Linked DNA regions of Rattus norvegicus: region 2 is linked to region 1. The links are chromatin contacts, called in public Hi-C maps. All regions are on one chromosome and are shown on one strand. Each heading gives the region's core, a stretch centred on a gene start, on an enhancer-like site or on the middle of the called end of the contact. The rest is flanking DNA. Distances are from core to core; before and after follow the strand shown. Region 1 holds the start of Smim29 (small integral membrane protein 29). Region 2 overlaps Ilrun (inflammation and lipid regulator with UBA-like and NBR1-like domains).

Region 1 (3,544 bases), core at 607-3,106:
TACTCTTCCAGAGGTCCTGAGTTCAATTCCCAGCAACCATCGGTAAAGAGATCCGATGCCCTCTTCTGGTGTGTCTGAGGACAGCTATAGTGTACTTATATATAATAAATAAACAAATAGTCCCAAGAATAAAGATGAACTGGTTATGTGGACAACCAAGAAGGGAGCCCAGCTTCTAAAATCTCAGCCTCGCTCTCTGGCATCTTGTCCCTTTGCTGAAGGTGACAGTGGATGCCCCTGTGACCTCCGGGCTGAGGGGCTTTGTTGATTCTTTCCCTCTCCCTGATCCTGCCCCCAGTCAGGTGATGCTGTCTGAGGAAGAGTTAGTCAAGGTTCCCATCTGCCCCATGCCTCCACATGTTGGGTCTTCCTCTGCACCTGACCTCCTGTCAACTCCCAGCCAAAGAACTCACAACAACCTGTTGGGGCAGGAAGTAGCAAGTGGGCCTAGTTCTGGGTACCCCACATCTGCCCCTTGGGATTTCTCTGCAAGAACAGGGCACCTAGTCTGTCCCATGTCCTTATTACCATCTGACTGACTTGGGAGGCTTTGCTTCAGCTCCAGTAGGCAGTGGGAGAAGAGGCGTGGTGCAGAGTATATACATAAAACTATCACACCCATTCAGTGAATACATGTCCTGCTGGTGTGATGGCATAGGCCTTTTTTTTTTTTTTTTTTTTTTTTCTTTTTTTCGAAGCTGGGGACAGAACCCAGGGCCTTGTGCTTGCTAGGCAATCGCTCTACCACTGAGCTAAATCCCCAACCCCGGCATAGGCCTTTAATCCCAACACTCTGAAAGGAGAGGTGGATGGAGGTGAGGAGGAAGAAGGGATGGGAGAGGAGAAGAAACGGTAGGAGGAAGAGAGAGCTTGGTAGAGAGTTGGTAGAATATTTGGCTACCATTCTGGAAGCCTGGAATCCTAGCATTTAGGAGGTGACCTGAATGAGGCAGGATGAGGAATTCAAGATGTCAGGGGTACATGAGATAGAGGGGGGGGTGCTATCTCCCCGGCATGGTGCTACATGCCCACCCAGCATCCAGGAGGCTCACACACACAAGCACAAGGTTGCCCTGAGCTATACTGCAAGTTCAAAGCCTGCCAGGGATGATCACGTAAAGACTCTGCCACAGCCAAAAAAAAGTTGTAGAGTCTCATGTTGATGTGTGTCTTGCCTGCATCACCTAGTGTGCCTAGTGTCCGTGGGGCACAGAAGAGGGTGTTGCAGCCTCCGGAAATGGTTGTGAGCCACCTCATGGGTGCCGGGAACCTAACCTGAGTCCTCAGTAAGAAGTGCTCTTAACCGCTGAGCCTCTTCCTCCACTAAACGTAGATCTTACTCAGATTTCTCCAGTCCGAGTAACTTTAATGGTCTGACCATGACAACTTGGACACAGGCTTACCAAGTTGCCCGTGACCCAAGCAAGCTGCACCCTGCTGCTCCATCTGTGCCCCCCACCCCCACCCTGCACCGGGAAAGCGCTCCAAGGAGCAAGCATTTATTTGGCCCACAGGATGTGCTGGGCTCCTGTCTCGCGCCATCATTTTAGCTTCACCACAACCTGCTTTGAAGACCTGAGGACAGAAAGGAGGGAGGCCCTCCCCTCGACAGTCGCCGAGCTCCTGCAGTGACCACTCGCCCCGCCCGCCCGTGTGCAGCCAGGAAAGCGCGCCGCCCCGCAACCTTCCCGATGCACGGCCCTCGGTCGCCCCCTGTTGCCGCGGCGTGGACACTGCAGGCCCCTTCTGGCCCGCCCACTCGCCTCCGGATTGGCCATTATGCTCGACTGGGTCGCTAAGGCCCCGCCTTCTCTCCGGGTTCTTTGATCACGCGCCGGAGGGCTCTTCCGGGGCCGGAGCCAACCGGAGGTGTTGCTGTCAGGGCTGCACGGCGGGAGGTAAGGCATGGCCGGGTTGGATGGATGGGCAGCAGCGCGCCCGCACGGAGCAGCTCGGGGTGCCGGGGTTCCAAGGTACCCAGGCGGGCATCGGCCCCTCGACACCCCCTCCCCAGTACACCCCATCCTATCCGCGCCTTGGGACCATCTGCCTGCCGAGGCGGGCCAGCATCCTACGAGCGGCCTCATACCTTTCCGTTTCTGGCTTGTCCCCTCGGCCTGAGACCCGGAGCTCGCTACTGGGAACTGGCAAAACTGACCTACGGATATGGGCGCAGTTAGCCGGTACCTCTTCCTCTATCTGAGAGTCCGGGACAGGAACTTGGGTCATCTCAATGCCGCCTCCCAAGGATGATCTCGTATCTGTGGATGGGGGCCATCCTCTCCACCCCTGCCTGTCAGCGCTGGCCGGGAGGGGAGGGGCATAGGCGGAGCCCCGGGTGTACTAGAGGAAGGGGGCTAGATACTGTCCATCTATATAGTGTCCACACTCGTACCTGAGCCCGATACTGAGGACAGAGTATAGGGTTACACCAGGGACAAGGAGGGTGTAGGACGTAAGCCTGCGTGCGGCTCCTAGCTCGTAGCGTGGGAACGGAACCAGAACCCCCTTCACAGGATCCTAGCTCACCCCTCCAGCGCAGTGCAGGCCTTATTTATCTTTCCCTCCATTTAGCCGTGCACCTGCACCTAACCTTCCCCAAGCAGTTGACACCCTGCAAATGTCTACCAGGCATCTGAGCTAGGCCACACCCTCTTGTTTGTAGGTGCTGGGCAGGAAACAGGCAGGCCTGGCTGAGATCTGGGTCTGTCCTTAGTACTTAGAGCCATGGTTACCTAGGGATCATCCCAGTGTTTCGCTTTAAGTTTCCCCGGATTTCCACTCCCGGTCTTGGGGAGGGATACAGACCTGCTTGTCACCATAGGTACAACTGATAACCTTCCCTCCTCCCACCCCCAGGGAGCCCAGGGGAGGCGCCCTCCCTAGGCCACCACTACTCATGCAGTCCACTCCGCCCTCTGGCCTCTGATGTCATGAGTAACACGACAGTGCCCAATGCCCCCCAGGCCAACAGCGACTCCATGGTGGGTTACGTGTTGGGGCCTTTCTTCCTCATCACCCTGGTCGGAGTGGTGGTGGCCGTGGTAAGGAGCCCCCACAGCAGACTTGCCTGGGGAGGCTGCCGGGCGGGCATGGTATGGTGGCCACAGCATCTCAGCTGTTAAGGGTGTGGAAGTGGGTCCTCACACTGGGCCATGCTCGCCTCCCCAGCTTCCACAGTCCCATGTCTCTGTTACAGGTAATGTATGTGCAGAAGAAAAAGCGGTGAGTGTCCTAACTCCCTGGTGCTCTACCATCTACCTTAGAAATGGTTTCCTTTTCGGGCTGATGGTATCTCTGGTTTAAGGGAGGGGAGTAGACATGGATTCAAGAGCAGGACTGGGGTCCGGGCTCAGTCATGCTTTCCTGTTGCCCAGGGTGGACCGGCTTCGCCATCACCTGCTTCCCATGTATAGCTATGACCCGGCAGAAGAGCTCCACGAAGCTGAACAGGAGCTGCTGTCTGATGTGGGAGACCCTAAGGTGAGTACTTCCGGGTAAGAACCATGTTGCAACAAGAGGCCGGTTCCCCCTCACTTTAAGC
Region 2 (3,544 bases), core at 300-2,799, 220 kb before region 1:
GTGATTGTTGTACCGAATCCACATTTGTGAAGCAAGGACCAGCTCCTGTCAGGAGTCCTCTGTCCAATGCTAACTGAGGTCCTGAGGCGCGCGTGCATCACACACATGCATTGGATAGGTAGACTTGCTTTCATTCTTTTGGAAAAAACCTTTTTGGTTATTGGTTGGTTGGTTGGTTGGTTGGTTGGTTTGGTTGGTTGGGTTGGTTGGGTTGGTTGGTTGGTTGGTTTGGTTGGTTGGTTGGTTGGTTGGTTTGGTTGGTTTGGTTGGTTGGTTGGGTTGGTTTGGTTGGTTGGTTTGGTTCGTTGGTTGGTTTGGTTGGTTGCTTGGTTGGTTGGTTGGTTTGGTTGGTTGGTTGGTTGGTTGGTTGGTTTGGTTGGTTGGTTGGTTTGGTTGGTTGGTTGGTTGGTTGGTTGGTTCGTTGGTTGGTTTGGTTGGTTGCTTGGTTGGTTTCCTTATTGGTTTGGTTTGTTAGTTGGTTGGTTTTTGTGACAGGGTCCTAGAGTACAGCCCCGACTGTCCTGGCACTCACTATGTAGACCAGGCTGCCCTTGAACTCACAGAGATCCATCTGCCTTCCCTTTTCTCTTCTGAATGCTGGGATTAAAGATGTTTATTCTCCTACTCTACCCCATTCCCACCTTAAATTTTTATTTTATTTTTTATGTACATGAATCTTTTACTTGTGCGTGTGTGCCTGCGTGTGTGTGTGTGTGTGTGTGTGTGTGTGTGTGTGTGTGTGTGTGTGTGTGTAAGTGCACTGTGTGTGTGTGATACTCTGAGAAGCCAGAAGAGAACATCATCAGATCTTCATGGGACTAGAGGTACAGATGGTTGTGAGCCACCATGTGGGTGCTGGGGACCAAACCCAGAACTCTTAACCTCTAGGCTGTCTTTTCAGGCATGAACACTCCCTTTTGTGTTTTCTAGACGTCTTCCTGTAAGATGCTTAGTGCTCAGGAACCACTCTCAGAAACACAGGTTTGTTTTGGTAAAGATACTACTCTGAACTGGTGGGACTTGTCTGAAAAAAAAAAAAAGTTTAGAAGGGACACTTAAGGGGCTGGGGATTTAGCTCAGCGGTAGAGCACTTGCCTAGGAAGTGCAAGGCCCTGGGTTCGGTCCCCAGCTCTGAAAAAAACCAAAAAAAAAAAAAAAAAAAAAAAAAAAGGACACTTAAAGCTGTAAATAAAATTTAAAATCTTTTTTTTTTTTTTTTTTTTTTTTTTTGAGATTGGTTATTTCAAAATCAGACAGCGCAGTCTGCTGCCCCCAGGTGGTTTTATCTACCCATATCTAAGTCAAAGGCCTGTGGAATAGGGGAAGAAACTAATTATATCACAGTCTCAAAAATACTTAAATGTTCAAAAGATATTTAAAGTATACATAAAGTTAACAATAACAAAAAAGAGAGAAACCACTGCGTTTTTCAGACAGTTCTCTGAAGTGCAGATGGCTGTGCTCAGAGCCCTTGCCACTGTGGACAGGCAAGTTGTGTGCTCGTCTCTCTGGGGCAGGGCCCAGCAACATGCTTTCGTGTCTGAGTCTGAGTCATCAAAGGCCGTACTGTCCTGGGCAGAGCAGCCTCACTGGGTGATGTCAGCTTTGGTTTCTCTGTGCTGGCTTTCACTAATGCCAGTCTCCACCCACGAGGATTGGGAGAAGGCACAACGTTTTGAGGGTTCCTTTGTTTTTGGTTTTGTTTTGTTTTTTGTTTTTTTTTTTTTTTGTTGTTGTTGTTGTTTTGTTTTTTTTCTTTTTTTTCGGAGCTGGGGACCGAATCCAGGGCCTTGCGGTTGCTAGGCAAGCGCTCTACCGCTGAGCCAAATCCCCAACCCCTGTTTTTGATTTTTAAACAGGGTTTCTGTATTATGTACTCTGAACTTTTTCTGAAACTCACTGTGTAGACCAAGTTGGCTTCACACTTACAGAGATCAACCAATCAAGTACTGAGATTAAAAGTGTAAGCCCCCACCCCCAGGATATAATTTGAAGAGAGCATTGTCAGCCGATTATGGCAGGAGTACCTTGTGCAACACTACAGTCCAGGGTTCGGAAGCTCAGGTAGTGGTGGCTTCTTTTTAACTTAGGAGCTATCGGTTCTGTTCTGTTTTGTCGAGGCTGTGTCTCACTGTAGCCCTGGCTGTGCTGGAACTCACGTGAGGCCTGCTCCGTGAGTCCCGAGCAGTCATCCACCCGCTAAGTGAGCACACTGAGTGCATGGCAGGCACCTCCTCACTTTATAATGGGACACACCAGGAAGGAAGAATTCAAACTTCTATGCATGAAAACGTTTGTTGGATTATTTTGCAATGGGGATGTCTTAGCCAGTACCCTTCTGAGTTCCCGTCCACATCAGGCTAGAGAGGCTCGACCACAGACAGGGGCCTGGTGATAGAGCATCAGGCCTGCTCAGACCAGCTCATGCTTCTGCCACGGGTGCCTCTCACCTGAGTCAGTGCGTGAGGCTTTGGAGCTTACTCTGAGAGCTCGAGTCGTCCGCAGTTTACCTTCCTGAGCCACTGCTTAGGAAGTGACCATTACCTTAGGTTTAGTGACCTCTGAGCCTTGAGGGTAGAGGTGGCATCCCCGAGCTAAGGCAATGAATGCCCTGTGGTGGTGGCCGACACTCACCACAGAGTGCTTCTGTGGGTTTCCCTGCCAGTGCAAAAGACTCTTCAGTTAGAAATCAGTTCATTCTCTGCTGTCTTTTTGGGGTCAGGTTGGGTTTTGTTTTGTTTGGTGACAGGGCCCCTTGTAGCCCTGGCTGTCTTGTAACACACTGTGTGGACCAGGCAGGCCTCCAAGGTATAGACATGGGTGTGTGCCTGTCTGCCGACTCTACTTTGTCCTTAGCTTCTGGATTTTGGTTGTCCCCCCCCCCCTTTTGTTTTGAAAGGGCTTGCGTTTCCTTCTCCTGTGCAGAGAGAGTGAACGCTGAGCCTGCTGCAGTGAGCCGTGGGCTCTGCCTGCTTCCTTACCCCGCTGTGTGGGAGTCTTACTTGCCCTTTATTTTGACATGGTGTAGAAGGCTTGAGTCAGGCATTGGTGTAATGGCACTAAACCAGTTTTCCCTTTTAGTTTCACTTTTATATTTCAAAATTAGAGATGTTTAGTAAAGAGACCGTATATGTGACCCAAGACTGACTTGAGGGCTTTTAAAATGTTTAGTATGGGCTGGTTAGATGGCCTTGTAAGTAAAGGCCTTCATCACCAGGCCTCACAGACTGAGTCCCACCCCTGGTCTCCCTCAGTAGAAAGGGAACACAGCCCTAGCCCTACAGCTTGTCGTCCTCCAACCTCTACAAACAGGCTGTGGATGACACACATAGACATAGTAAGTGAAGTTACTATGAATTTATAGTGATGTGATCCGGTCAGTTCAGTGTAGTGGCATTTTACTGCGTGGCTGGTTAATGGCTCGCTCTGTAGGATAGGCCTGCCCATGACACTGTTCCAGCACCTATGGTGGGAGGGCAGCACTGGGGGTTTATTTCCCACTTGGTGCCTGGCACAGTTCCAGGGTTAGGACAGCTCAGAGTGG

What was found. A called contact is a pair of places that touch in the nucleus more often than the background predicts.
Region 2: a Hi-C map of the A7r5 cell line shows a contact between it and region 1, with 2.9 times the contacts expected there. The contact joins the enhancer-like site here to the promoter of Smim29 in region 1. A contact is called at or near these places in 6 of 12 Hi-C or Micro-C datasets (the A7r5 cell line, Schwann cells, frontal cortex and 3 more).

What each region holds. Positions count from the first base shown.
Region 1 is chr20:5,621,008-5,624,551 of GRCr8, reverse strand. It overlaps Smim29 (small integral membrane protein 29), which reads left to right and starts at 1,856. Exons shown (of 5, transcript NM_001395665.1): 1 at 1,856-1,898; 2 at 2,860-3,044; 3 at 3,200-3,225; 4 at 3,378-3,483. The coding sequence starts at 2,934.
Region 2 is chr20:5,838,571-5,842,114 of GRCr8, reverse strand. All of the region lies in intron 3 of Ilrun (inflammation and lipid regulator with UBA-like and NBR1-like domains), which reads left to right. Among named protein-coding and RNA genes, the nearest start is that of Ilrun, 38 kb to the left of the region's middle. Within about 2 kb of position 1,549, at least 65 of the 93 cell types and tissues checked have an H3K27ac peak or open chromatin away from gene starts, as enhancers often do. A contact at or near this core is called in the A7r5 cell line, Schwann cells and liver, where this site is marked.